Linked DNA regions of Macaca fascicularis: region 2 is linked to region 1. The links are chromatin contacts, called in public Hi-C maps. All regions are on one chromosome and are shown on one strand. The core of a region is the stretch at or near the end of the contact, and the rest is flanking DNA. Distances in the headings are between cores, read along the strand shown. Region 1 holds the start of SCAI (suppressor of cancer cell invasion). Region 2 holds the start of GOLGA1 (golgin A1).

Evidence for each region. Hi-C and Micro-C count contacts between places; a contact is called where the count stands out from the background.
Region 2: a contact with region 1 is called in a Hi-C map of liver, with 2.3 times the contacts expected there. The contact joins the promoter of GOLGA1 here to the promoter of SCAI in region 1. A contact is called at or near these places in 2 of 2 Hi-C or Micro-C datasets (liver and skeletal muscle).

The regions. Positions count from the first base shown.
Region 1 is chr15:18,915,738-18,922,548 of T2T-MFA8v1.1, forward strand. SCAI (suppressor of cancer cell invasion) reads left to right here and starts at 2,704. Exons shown (of 22, transcript XR_012424403.1): 1 at 2,704-2,847; 2 at 3,549-3,593.
Region 2 is chr15:19,117,113-19,123,102 of T2T-MFA8v1.1, forward strand. GOLGA1 (golgin A1) reads left to right here and starts at 2,092. Exons shown (of 23, transcript XM_065530079.2): 1 at 2,092-2,201; 2 at 3,220-3,269; 3 at 4,595-4,782. The coding sequence starts at 4,648. It overlaps LOC102125197 (large ribosomal subunit protein uL6-like), which reads left to right and starts at 2,302. Exons shown (of 11, transcript XM_045372619.3): 1 at 2,302-2,408; 2 at 3,220-3,269; 3 at 4,493-4,782.

The DNA of each region.
Region 1 (6,811 bases), core at 1,454-3,953:
GCCCTTGCTATGGGTCTATAACTATATTACCTTTAATTTTTTTTTTTTTTCTTGGTAGAGAGGGGGTCTCCCTATGTTGCTCAGGCTAATCTTGAACTCCTGGCTGAAGAGATCCTCCTATCTCGGCCTTCCAAAGCACTGGGATTACAAGCATAAGATTCTGTGCCCAGCCCAAACTTTAATTAATTTTGTTCATCCTTCTCTAGAACTTTTTTCCCCAGATGAGGAAATAGGCTTAGAGAGGACAGGTGACTTGTTTAAGGTTGCACAGGAGAGCTGGAACTTGAATCCCTAGAGGGCACACCAGAGTACATCTTTAGCCCTCTATTTTAAGCAATATTGGTTATTGTAGCTGTGTGACCCTGAACAAATTGAATTTTCTGAATCTTAAATTTCTGTGTCTAAAATAAGAGAGTATCAGACAGGGTTAATCTCAGTATTAAAAATAGCACACACAAAGCACCCAGTGTCTGGTCCAAAGCTGCTTTTTATTAAGGGCTCATACTCATAGGCCATTTGTTCAAATTCATTGTAGTTGAGAAGAATAATCCAAGGCAATGTGTAATTGCTAACATAGTGTAGATTTTGTAAGTACAACACATCTGGAGAAGGAAATGTTCGATGTAGGATGGAGTAATTGGCGAAAATACAGAGGAAGTGTGAATTAAATGTGGTCTGGAATGATGGGATTTGTGTCTTACAGAGTAAAAACAACCAGAGATCACTTGGACACAATGTGAAGACTTGAGGATCCTCTCTGGGAAGGCGTAAGAAATGAATAGCTTCTGTTCTATTGACAATATCTGATATATATCAGTGAGGATTGGTCAGTTATAGAAGATGCTAAAAAGCAGGCAGTGGTTTTTTTAATAAGGAATGTAATAAATGTATTTCAAGATTACTTCCCTAGTGAGTTGATGATCCCCCTTCGTCTGACACAAATTATTCTGGAGTTGTTTCCTCTGGCTTGATAATATGGGTGGAAACTGGTGGTTGAGATTGAGCTGATTTGTGGTTCTGTGACTAGAATTACATGAAATACTAATTTGGGGGGCCAACAGAGATTTGACATTTTTTCTTTGTCAAAGCAATTTTTCAAATCCTGCTACAATTTACCATCAGTATTACTTCATAAATGGAAAGTCATTTTACCATTAGAGATATAGGTAGGACCATCTCAGAAGAAAAGACAGCTCTTTACGCCAAATACATTTGGTTTTATGAAAAACTAGTATCCTAATATTTGCCATTTATGGAGATCAATGAGAGATTTTCCCCACCCCAATGTTGACATGTATTACTCGAGGCTGTCATATTATTGAGGCATAAAAGATGTTCTAATAAAATGGAAGTGGCTTAAGAGAAAGTTTTTTTTTTTTTTTTTTTTTTTTTGAGACGGAGTCCTGCTCTGTCGCCGGGGCTGGACTACAGTGGCCGGATCTCAGCTCACTGCAAGCTCCGCCTCCCGGGTTTACGCCATTCTCCTGCCTCAGCCTCCCAAGTAGCTGGGACTACAGGCGCCCGTCACCTCGCCCGGCTAGTTTTTTGTATTTTTTTAGTAGAGAAGGGGTTTCACCGTGTTAGCCAGGATGGTCTCGATCTCCTGACCTCGTGATCCGCCCGTCTCGGCCTCCCAAAGTGCTGGGATTACAGGCTTGAGCCACCGCGCCCGGCCAAGAGAAAGTTTTATGCCGCCTCCCAACTCTGAACAGATGCTAAGAATTTACTAAACAAGTGCACACAGGAGTAGTGATTTAGAGAGGCCTTCCCACCTTCAAGAATTTTATAATACGTTAATGAGCTGAGTCTTATTTTCAGGGATGGCTTTGTTAAAGCAGAAGACGATGGGTAACTAATTATGCTTATGAAAGGCAGTTTTGCATGCTTGTCTGTCAAAAAATACAGTAAAATTTATTTTAAAATTGATTAATTGGTGTAGAACTTGCAACGGTCACAGAATCAGGATGGTCGGCTTACATTCAGGGATGAAATTTGTCCAGGCCTTTCAAAATAGAACACGTTGCTTTTAGTATGGCATTGGTTCTGTTTGCAGTACTGATTTTTCTTTCACGGTAATTAAAAAAAATCTTGCTTTCTTAAAAGCCTGCACCCAAGCTAGTGATCTTTTCTGCAGAGGACTGAGCATCCCAACCATGCTTTATTTTGGTGGATTCTTACAGTTTTCTGGCTGGGTCCTTTTTGAAGGGTAGCTGTGAGCTGTGAGACAATTTCAGCAAGATGTAGGGACAAGGATCGCATTCGAGGTGGCTTAAAAGGAAACACGTGTGTGAGAGTTGCCTCACTGTCTTACCTGCTAGAGGAAACTGGGAGATTTCAGGGTTTGTTTTCGGTCCTGGCGTGGTGCAGAGGTGGAGGGGCGCCAGCAGGTGTGTGGGATGCAGGACGCAAAGCCAGGAGAACCTGGGGCAGGTGTCTGGCGCCAGGGGGTGCAGTTCCTATTTTTCGGCGCTTGGTGGCGCTCGGGTCTCCTCCGGCCCTGCTAGCAATCTCTAAGGCACCTCCGCTGCCACCTGCAGTCTCAACCAAACCTCTGGGTGGGCAGCGCGGGATGTGATGGGCCGAGGGTCCAATCGACTGACAGGTTTCCGTCCATACTACTGAGCTAGCCAATGGGAGCCGAGGAGAGGCGCGGAGAAGGCGGGCCCCGCGGCAAGCCTGGCAGAGGCGCGAGGCCCTCCTCCCGCCTCTCCGCCTACTCCAGCCTCCGCCGCCTCAGCTTCCCGAGCGAGCCCTGCGGCCGCCGGAGCAGCTCCCGCGGCGGAGCAGGAGCCGGATGGTCAGAGGAGCCCGGCAGCCCCAGCAGCCGCGGAGTCGCCTGGCCCCAAGGTGGGGCAGGGGCTGGGTGGAGGCCGGGGTTGGGGATGGGGCGGGGACCAGGGAGCGGGCCCAGGGGCAGCGGCTCGGGGCCGCGGAACATTCGGGGCGCAGAGACCGGAGGGGCGGCGGGTGCAGGCTGGGGGGATCTGGGGGGCGCCTGGAGGCGGCGGCGCGGGCTGGGCGCGATCGCATCCTCGAGGCCAGGTGAGAGGGGCGTGTGAGGGAAGGGGCGCCGAGGAGTGAGGCTGGCGGCGCGGGGCCGGGAGGGGCAAGGCGCGCGCGCCCCCGGAGGGGCCGTGGAATGCGGGGGTCGCCGGGCCCGGAGAGGCGGGGCGTGGAGAGGGCAGTGTACGGTCGGGAGCGGATGGGCACAGGAAAGGGGAGGCTGGGGGAGCTTACGGGGGTGACGAGGCAGACAATGAGTAGGTGGAGGTGGGTGATTTTGGGGAGCTGGGCTGTGACGAGCAGGGGTTGAAGATGGGGTGAGGGACCAGGAAGGTTTGGGCTCAGGGGGAATTAGGGGAACGGTGAGTCCCAGGAGTGCTTGGTCTTGGGAAACAGGGCATAAGGCGTTTGTAAGGTCAGGTCTGGGCTTGGCGAGCCTGTGGTCCCAGAGGGTGGTCTGTTTAGTTCCTGACTGGCACGGTAGCGCCGGGAGATGTTTTCTTGTATATTACTTTTAGTTACTGTCTTATTTGTTTGGTCTGTAGACTGACTGGCACAGTGGAGAAACCGCCTCGAAAACGGAGAAGCAGGTAAGGCAGTGCCTTCCTATTTTGCTTCATGTTTTTCTTTGCTTGGCTGCACCTGTGCCGTACTGCATAATTGTACACTGTCAGTAGATGAAGTTTCTTATTTATCCCCTTTTTAAAATAAAATAACCACATGCATGATTTTTCTTTTGAGGACTTCAAATTATTACCTCTATAGTCGATTTTTTTTTTTTTTTTTTTGGTATCTAAGATAATGTGGGAAATCTTGAGAGATCCTACTTTTTTACTTTATGATTTTGTGTTAGGATCTCAGCTAGTTTTTTTTTTTTTTTTTTTAACCTTAGCCATAATTTCAGTTTCTCCTGCATCTCTGTTTAAAAAGCTCATCTTGGCTGGGGTGGCCCATGCCTTCAATCCCATGAGGCATGAGATTTGGGAGGCTGAGGCAGGAGGATCATTTGAGCCTGGGAGTTCAAGACCAGTCGGGGCAACAGAACAAGACTCCGTCTCTATAAAAAATTGAAAAACTAGCCGGTCCCATAAATATATACACCTACTATGTACCCACAAAAACAAAAAATAAAATTTAAAAAAACACAAAAACTAACTAGCTGAGTAGGTGTTGTGGACCTGTAGTCCCAGCTTCTCAAGAGGCTGAGGTGGGAGGATTGCTTGAGCCCAGGAAGTCAAGGCTGCAGTGATGCAGTGAGCCGTAATCATGCCACTGCACTCCAGTGTGGGGAACACAGCAAGACCCTGCCTCAAAAAATAAAAGAAACTAATTTTATTGAGCATCTACTATGTGCCAAGCACTGTGTGCGAATGCTCTATATGTATATTCTCCTGTAATCCTCAAAGCACCCTAAGAATATGTAGTGTTGTCACTGTTTTACAGAAGAGGGAACTGTGACACAGAGGGGCCAAATATTTACCCAGAATCATGCATCTAGTAAAAGATAAAACCAGGATTTGAATCTAGACAGTCTGACTCCAGAGCTTAAGCTCTTAACTGTTATACCATAATGATCCTAATAAATATACAATTGAAAGTAGCTTTTCTTATTGATTTATCTTTTGTCGTTGGACACTGTGTGGTTAACTCGAATGGTTGAACCTTAGAAAAACAGAAACAAAGAGTTTAAGTAGTCCACAAACAAAATGAATTAGTCCTTGAGTAATGAAGACAAAGATATATTTATCACATAAACATTTTTGACTGCATTCCATGTGAGAGGTACTACATAGCAATTCTGTGTAGTCATTAGATGATTCCTTTTTCACAGATGTTGGCATTGGCCTAGAGAAAGTAAGCTACTGTAGTTATGTGACCAGTAGGACTACTTTCATAGTTAATATCTGGCAAGTTATTGATGTTAATAGACAGAAAATCTCAACAGTAAACAGACATGCTGATGGTGGAAGTGCCAACAGAATTTCTTTGTCACACTTTAGGCCTATGCTGTCCAATCCAGTAGCCATATGCAGGTGAGCACTCAAAATGCATCTAGCATGACTGAGGAACTAAATTTTTAATTTTATTTAATTGTAATTAAATTAACTTGACAAACTGCTACTTGATCACCTATTGGGAGACATTCAAGTATGTTTTGAACAACTTGGGTATGTGAGTCTGTATTTTTCATCTGTCATTTTATGAAATCTAAATATATATCAAATATGTCCAATGAGAATTTAGTGTCTGAAATGAGATAAGTATAAAATACACACTAGATTTCAAGTTAGTACAAAAATCGAATACATAAAATTTCTCAGTAACTTTTTATATTGATAACATAGTGAAAAATATTTTAGGTATATTAGATTAAAGACTTTTTTTTTTTTTTTTTTTTTTTGAGACAGGGTCTGGCTCTGTCACCCAGGCTGGAGTGCAGTGGTGCAATCTCAGCATACTGCAACCTCCACCTCCTGGGCTCAAGCCATCCAGCCAGTTCAGCCTCTGGAGTAGCTGGGACTACCGGCGCCTGACACCTCACCCAGCTTTTTTTTTTTTGTAGAGACAAGATTTGGCCATGTTGCCCAGACTGGTCTCAAACTCCTGGGTTCAAATGATCCAACCACCTTGGCCTCCCAAAGTGCTGGAATTACAAGTGTGAGCTGCCATGCCTGGCTGTAAATAAAATTGTTACTAAAATTATTTTCACTTATTTTTTCCTGAGACAAAGTCTTACTTTTTTGCCCAGACTGGAGTGCAGTGATGTGATCTTGACTCACTGCAATCTCTGCCTCCTGGGTTCAAGCAATTCTCTTTCCTCAGCCTCCCGATTAGCTGGGATTACAGGCGCCCACCACCATGCCCGGCTAATTTTTGTATTTTTAGTAGAGACGGGGTTTCAACATGTTGGCCAGGCTGGTCTCGAACTCCTGGCCTCAAGTGATCTGCCTGACTAGGCCTCCCAAAGTGCTGGGATTACAGGTGTGAGCCACTGGGCCTGGCCTTCACTTATTTCTTTTTCCTTTTTATTTTTCTCTTGAGACAGGGCCTGGCTCTGTTGTCCAGGCCGAAGTGAAGTGGCACAATCACAACTCACTGCAGACTTGACCTGGTAATCCTTCCACCTCAGCCTCCCAAGTACCTGGGACTACAGATGGTGCACCACCATGCCAGGCTAATTTTTTGTTTTTTGTTAGAGACAGGGTCTCACTATGTTGCTCAGGCTGGTCTCAAACTCCTATGCTCAAGTGATGCTCTAGCCTTGGCCTCCCAAAGTGCTAGGATTACACCATACCCAGCCTTTCTTTTTATTTTTCCTAATATGGCTACTAGAAAATTAAAAGCTACATACATGTAACTTGCATTGTATTTATTTGCATTGTATTTCTTTTGGATAGCTCTGGTTTAACTCTCATTACCCCACTGCCAGACTCTTCAGTAGCCTTCTGACTGGTTTCCCTACCTTGAATCTGTAATTCCTTCCCTGTACTGTGCAAATCGATCTTGTAATTCTCATGCTTAGGATCCTTCTGTGCTTCCTCATTGCTTATTGAACATCATTCAGACTTTTAGCCTAATCATATAAAAAGGTTGCCTTTATTTTACTTCTTCATACTTTCCCAGCCACAGTTAATACTTTGGCCGTAGCAATTTTCAATGATGGAACTATTAAATGTCTACATTTAAATGATTTAACTTTCTGGTGAACCTTCAAGATGAATTAATTGCCGCATGTAACTCTGTGCTCCATTTGCCGTTCCCAGAACTTATGTTCCCTCTTTGCTTTGGTTTTTTGTTTTTAGGGTTT
Region 2 (5,990 bases), core at 842-3,341, 200 kb after region 1:
AAGTGCTGCTAATCTGTTGTGCAAATAATGAAGCTATTTGGTTGCCTATTTAGCTATTCACAAATCACTGTAATCTTTGAAACAATCTTGTTGTTCATTTGTATTAATATTTGGATATTGTGAGTTAATACTTTAGGAAAAAAAAATCCATCGACTCAGCCCTGTTAGCAAAACTGTTTGGATTCATTAGTTTTTATATGTGTTAACAGTAGAATAAATTTTGAAGGGGCTATTTACTACCAATGACTAAGGGGAAAATTATACTGTCACTATCATTTGACTTGAACATTTGTGGTATTATAAAAGTCTTGTCAGTTGTGTTCTAAATTGCTTAAGCCATACGTTCTCTTAAACAGGATGTTTTTTGTTTTCTTCCTTTCTAGCAGCCTTTTTCTTCTTTGTTATGGTTAATCCTCCATAGATTTTAGAAATTGAGAAGTTCTTGAAACATTTTATTTTCTTGAGTTCATCACTTTTGACTCTTGTATGAGATGTGATTTGTCATAAAAGATAGCCTTTCACTACTTCACTAAATGAATTTCAGAGTAAACACTGTGATTCTGCAGAGCGGATTCAGTAGGCTTTCCAATGTTTTCTCCTGCGATACAGTGCCTACCACCTTGAGGGCACTTCAATACTAGAGGATGAAAACTGAAACGTTTTGATGTTTATTGAATAACGAGATTAGAGAATATTTGATTTTTGTTGTCAGTGTATTAAAGAAATTTTCATTGATAAATGTTCTCTAGGAATGTGTCTACATTCATCAGGTGTGAACTCCTGTACATGAATTTTGTATCTTGAATCCACATATATATTAAGTGTATCATCAATATAAAAATAAAGATTATTTGCTTAAAGTTTTTGGTACTTTTTCGGTATTGACAGCTGAACTGTTAGGGTTTGCTTCATTCACATATCTCAAAGGCTTTGAACTATCTTGGGGTTGATGCTTCTTGTTAGTTTGTAAATGTCTGAATCCTGGTTTTGGTTTTTCCGTGCCCTGCTCCTGGAACACGCGAAGGAAGGGGCTGTTGAAGAATTGGGTGAAATCTGCTTACTCTTGGGCTGGTGTTAAGTCTGGGGATGGAACCAGAGTAGGAATGGCTGGCTTGGCACTGACGAGTTCAGGGACCTGACTTAGGTTACTGATGTGGACCGTGACTTTTTGTTTGAGACAGTTTCACTCTTGTTGCCCAAGCTGGAGTGCAATGGCGCAATCTTGGCTCACTGCAACCTCCACCTCCCAGGTTCAAGCGATTCTCCTGCCTCCGCCTCCCAAGTAATTGGGATTCGAGGCATGGGCCACCAAGCCCGGTTAATTTTGTAATTTTAGTAGAGACGGGGTTTCGCTATGTTAGGCTGGTCTGAACTCCTGACCTCGGGTGAACCACCGCGCCCGGCCTGGAATGTGACTTAGAACAAGACAGTTTTTCCTGTTTTGTTTTTTTCTTTTCCTACTGCCTGTATGATTGCTATTTACTTAAAGAGACGGAGTCTCGCCGCGGTGCCCAGGCTGGTCTCGAAGCCCCGGACCCAGAGATCCTCCCAACTCGGTCTTCCGAGTAGCTGGGACCACAGGAGCGGGCGCCGGGCACTTTTGATGCTTTGAACTTTCTTCCTAAGGAGAAAGGAGACGGCCCAGCAGCGGATGGTGAAGCTAATCCAATATAGTGAGCTGCCACTAGCGTTTTTAAGTGCATTACAACGTGGTTCTGCTGGACGTTATGCACTCGGTTGCGATATAAAACGCATCATCTACAGGAGGTGACAGGCGCCAAAGTTTAAAAACTGGTCTCAAGGTGTAAGGACTAGTTTCTGGAGCTACTGCCTTCTGAGTGAAGATGGAGGCGCAGACTTCCCGGGTCACACAGTGGCAAGGCAGCTGCCTAGGGTGCGGCGGGACCGGGCGGCACGGGGGGCGTCTGGCCAAGCAGCGAAGCCCGCGAAGGGTTTGTAGCCAGCACAGCGCAGCGGGGCCTGTGGCACGGACCGGTTCTTTCACTTTTGACACGAAGCCCCTCCCACTTACCACGCTCTGCACACGCCCCTGTTAAAATAGAAAAAGACCAAGAGAGGCCTCGGAGACTCAGTCATCATCTGCGTCTCTGGCCGCTCGCTGACGTGGCGAACTGAAATGACTGAGCGCCCGGCTAGGCACTCGCGCACTCCAGCCGTTCCGGCCCAACCGCCGCCCAGAGGTTAGAACAGTAGCCGCCAAAGGCCGCGCAGGGCGCATGCGCGCGTCGGACCAACTCCCTCGCGCAGTCACTTCCGGCGCGCTGGGAGACGTGCGGTTCCGGGTCGCTGCTCGGCTCTCCAGCCGGGCGGTGGGGGCTGGTGACGCGGTCCGGGGCTCACGAGAGGCCCCGGAGGCGGGGCTTTGCTGGCTGCCCAGAGAGAGGCAGGTGCGCGGGCCAGGACTCCGGGAATGCGAGTAGGCCCCTTATTCTCCCGGTGGCCTCTGTCTGTCCCCACAGCGGCCCGGTCAGGGTTGCCCAAGCCCCAAGGCGGGGGGCGGCACCGGGGTGCTGAAAGGGTGAGAGTGGGGGCGGAGGCGGGCTGCCCCGGCCTGGGAGTCTGGAGCCTAGGATTCCGGGATTCCTCCCTGCGCGACCTTGGACAAGTCGCTCCTCCTCTCTGGGGCTCAGTTTCTCTGCTGTCAAATGGGAGAGATGTTGGATCCTTCCTTTCTTTGACAGTCCAAGCACGGGCGGGGCTGGAGGGAGCCTGAGGGAGTGAGATCCAAACTGCCGTGGCAGGCACCTGCCTGCCTCCCTGGGGGTTAGGCATCTGTCTTTACCCAATCTTGCTTTGCTTTCTCTCAGTGCAAATCCGTGACCAGACAGTCCAGGGTCTGGCCAGGTAAACAGTGTGTGAGTATAGTAATCAACTGAGAAATAAATACTGGCCCCAGGAAAACTTAACCTCATTCAAATTGTTTTGCTTAGGGCTCCCAGGGAGAGATGAGTTTAGGCACCCGCTGTGGTGATCAATTCTGTTCTGTGCGCTTGTAAGTGACGCTCTTAGGCAAATAACAAATTCATAGGAGATCAGGGTTAGGGAGGGTATCCCACTGAGAGTTGTGACAGGTTTTCTTACCCCCTTTAATCCTTCTTTTGTCCCTCTTCCTTCACTACTTCTCCCCGTCCCCACCCAACATTTCGGCCATACACTTGGAAAGAAATATCCAATGAATTTTATTTTGTCTTCATGCAGGACAGAATGCTTTGACCTCCAAGCTGTTTTAGATCTAGTAGATAAGCCAGGTGAGTAAGTGGTTTACAGACATTGAAAGTAAAGTTTCTGAAGAATTGTACAGACTTAATGGAGGATCTGAAGTGGTAAGATGGCATTTGTGTATCTCAGAGCAGAGCTTAGGTGTCCTCCACAAAACATGGAAAGTTAAGGTTGGAACCAGAATATTAGTGTTTTATACACCATTGGGAGGAAAAGATTTTTGAATCTTTCTTTGAATATCATGTCAAACATTCTGAAGAAAAGAAACAGGCCGGGTGCAGTGGCTCACACCTGTAATCCCAGCACTTCAGAAGGCCGAGGCAGGTGGATCACCTGAGGTCAAGAGTTTGAGACCAGCCTGACCAACACGGAGAAACCTCATCTCTACTAAAAATACAAAATAAGCCGGGCGTGATGGCGCATGCCTGTAATCCCAGCTGCTCGGGAGGCTGAGGCAGGAGAATCACTTGAACCCGGGAGGTGGAGGTTGCAGTGAGCCCAGATTGTGCCATTGCACTCCAGCCTGGGCAACAAGAAAGAAACTCCATCTCAAAAAAAAAAAAAAAAAAAAGAAAAAGAAACTGATTGGAGGTAATTTTATCAAACTCAGAACCACACAGCGTCTCCAGAAAATGTTCAAGGATATCAGATACCTATACAACAGAGTTGTCTGGCTTGTCGTCTTTTTTCTGTTACCAGCTTTTCCTATTGGACAGTTGATTGCAAACCATCCTGAAACAGTAGGATATTACACCTTTTACATATTGAATTACATATTGGATATTGGATTACATATGAATCGAATTACATGCGTTTTTCCCTTCAACTTAAAAAAATAACACTAAACTGTAGTTAAGCTTATTGGAGGAAGGATTTGAAATCATTAAGTCACGAATATGTGATGTTGATGTCTGCTCTGGGAAATTTTACCAAATGTGTTATATGTCATACTCAACATGGCATAATTAAAAAAAAAAAACAGAGATTTGTGAATGAGAGTCCTCTGTTCAAATACCAGCCCTGCCACTTAGCCACACAATCTTTGATAGATTACTTCATCTCCTTGAGACTGGATTTCTTCATCTTATATGCATATGAAGCACCTGAGTGCTTTTTAAATGTTTAGTAATTGTGTTCTATAAGTGTACATGTAAATTATGAAACTTAATTTTGAAATCTAAAACTTAACAACTCAGATGTGAAATCTTTCCAGTGTTTAACTTTTGAACTGTCCCTTTCATCTGGTTTATAGATCCTGTGTTGCCATAAGCCCTTGGCCCACATTTAAGTGGGAATGCAGCTAGCTTGGATGTCTGAAACTTTGTAGGCACCTGTGTCTGATTCCTAAACACAGGCACCAGGACTACTGAGAGCTCATCATCCGTGCCGGATAGCCACACAGCAAACATGTTTGCAAAACTGAAGAAGAAAATTGCAGAAGAGACTGCTGTTGCTCAGAGACCAGGAGGTGCTACTAGGATCCCACGGTCTGTGAGCAAGGAATCAGTTGCCTCAATGGGAGCTGACTCAGGAGATGACTTTGTAAGTATCTTTACTTAAGAAATATACTTTTGCAGGAAATTCTTCCAATAAATATTTTAAATTGCTTGATTATTTCATACCTTTCATGATTTGTAGCTATATAAGAGCCTGTACATCTGATTCTTCTTACTCTGAGGTACCTTTTTGTTAATTTTTGGTTTGTAAATGTTAAGGTACTCTTTTTTTTTCCTTATTTTTCTGTGAATTCCTCTTCATATTCTCTCCAGTGTCCTCTTGTACTGTTTTTCCATCTGTGTACCTTGTACATCTTCTTTTGCATTTCATTTCTGAAAATGTCTGGGCCTGTTTTCATTGCAGACATATATACTTATATAACAACTAAGTCATTGCTGCTTAACAAGGTCTCTGAGTTGTGGTAAGGGGTTAGCCAGAGTGCATTGTTGTATTGGGAAGGTTGATGGAAAGATGGCAACAGTGATTACAGTATGTTTCTTTTTTTCTTTTTCTTTCTTTTTTTTTGAGATGGACTCTCACTCAGTAGCCTAAGGTGGAGTGCTGTGGCCTGATCTCAGTTCACTGTAACCTCTGCCTCTGGGGCTCAAGCAATTCTTGTGCCTCAGCCTCCAGAGTAGCTGAGACTACAGGTGTACTCCACCATGCCTGGCTAATTTTTTGTATTTTCTTAGAGACAGGTTTTCACCATGTTGCCCAGGGTGGTCTCAAACTCCTGAGCTCAGGCGATCTGCCCGCCTTGGCCTCCCAAAGTGCTGGAATTACAGGTGTGAGCCACCATGCCTGGCCTACAATATGTTTCTTATTAGTAAAATACATTTGTGGCTATAAGATTTCAAAAAATGAAGATGTTGCTATATTAGGGAAATGTCATGCTTAAAAAATAAAGTGTGGCTTTTGCATATGACAGGATCCTCTTAAGTTAGATAAATTTCTTTTTTTCTTTTTTTTTTTGAGACAGAGTCTCACTCTGTCACCCAGGCTGGAGTGCAGTGGCATGATCTCAGTTCACTGCAATCTCCACCTCCTAGCTTCAAGCAATTCTCCTGCCTCAGCCTCCCAAGTAGCTGGAACTACAGGTGCCCACCACCATGCCCGGGATAATTTTTTTTGGTTTTTGGTTTTTGGTTTTGAGATGGAGTCCCGCTCTGTCACCTAGGCTGGAGTGCAGCGGCGCAATCTCGGCTCACTGCAATCTCCACCTCCCGGGTTTAAGTGATTCTCTTGCCTCAGCC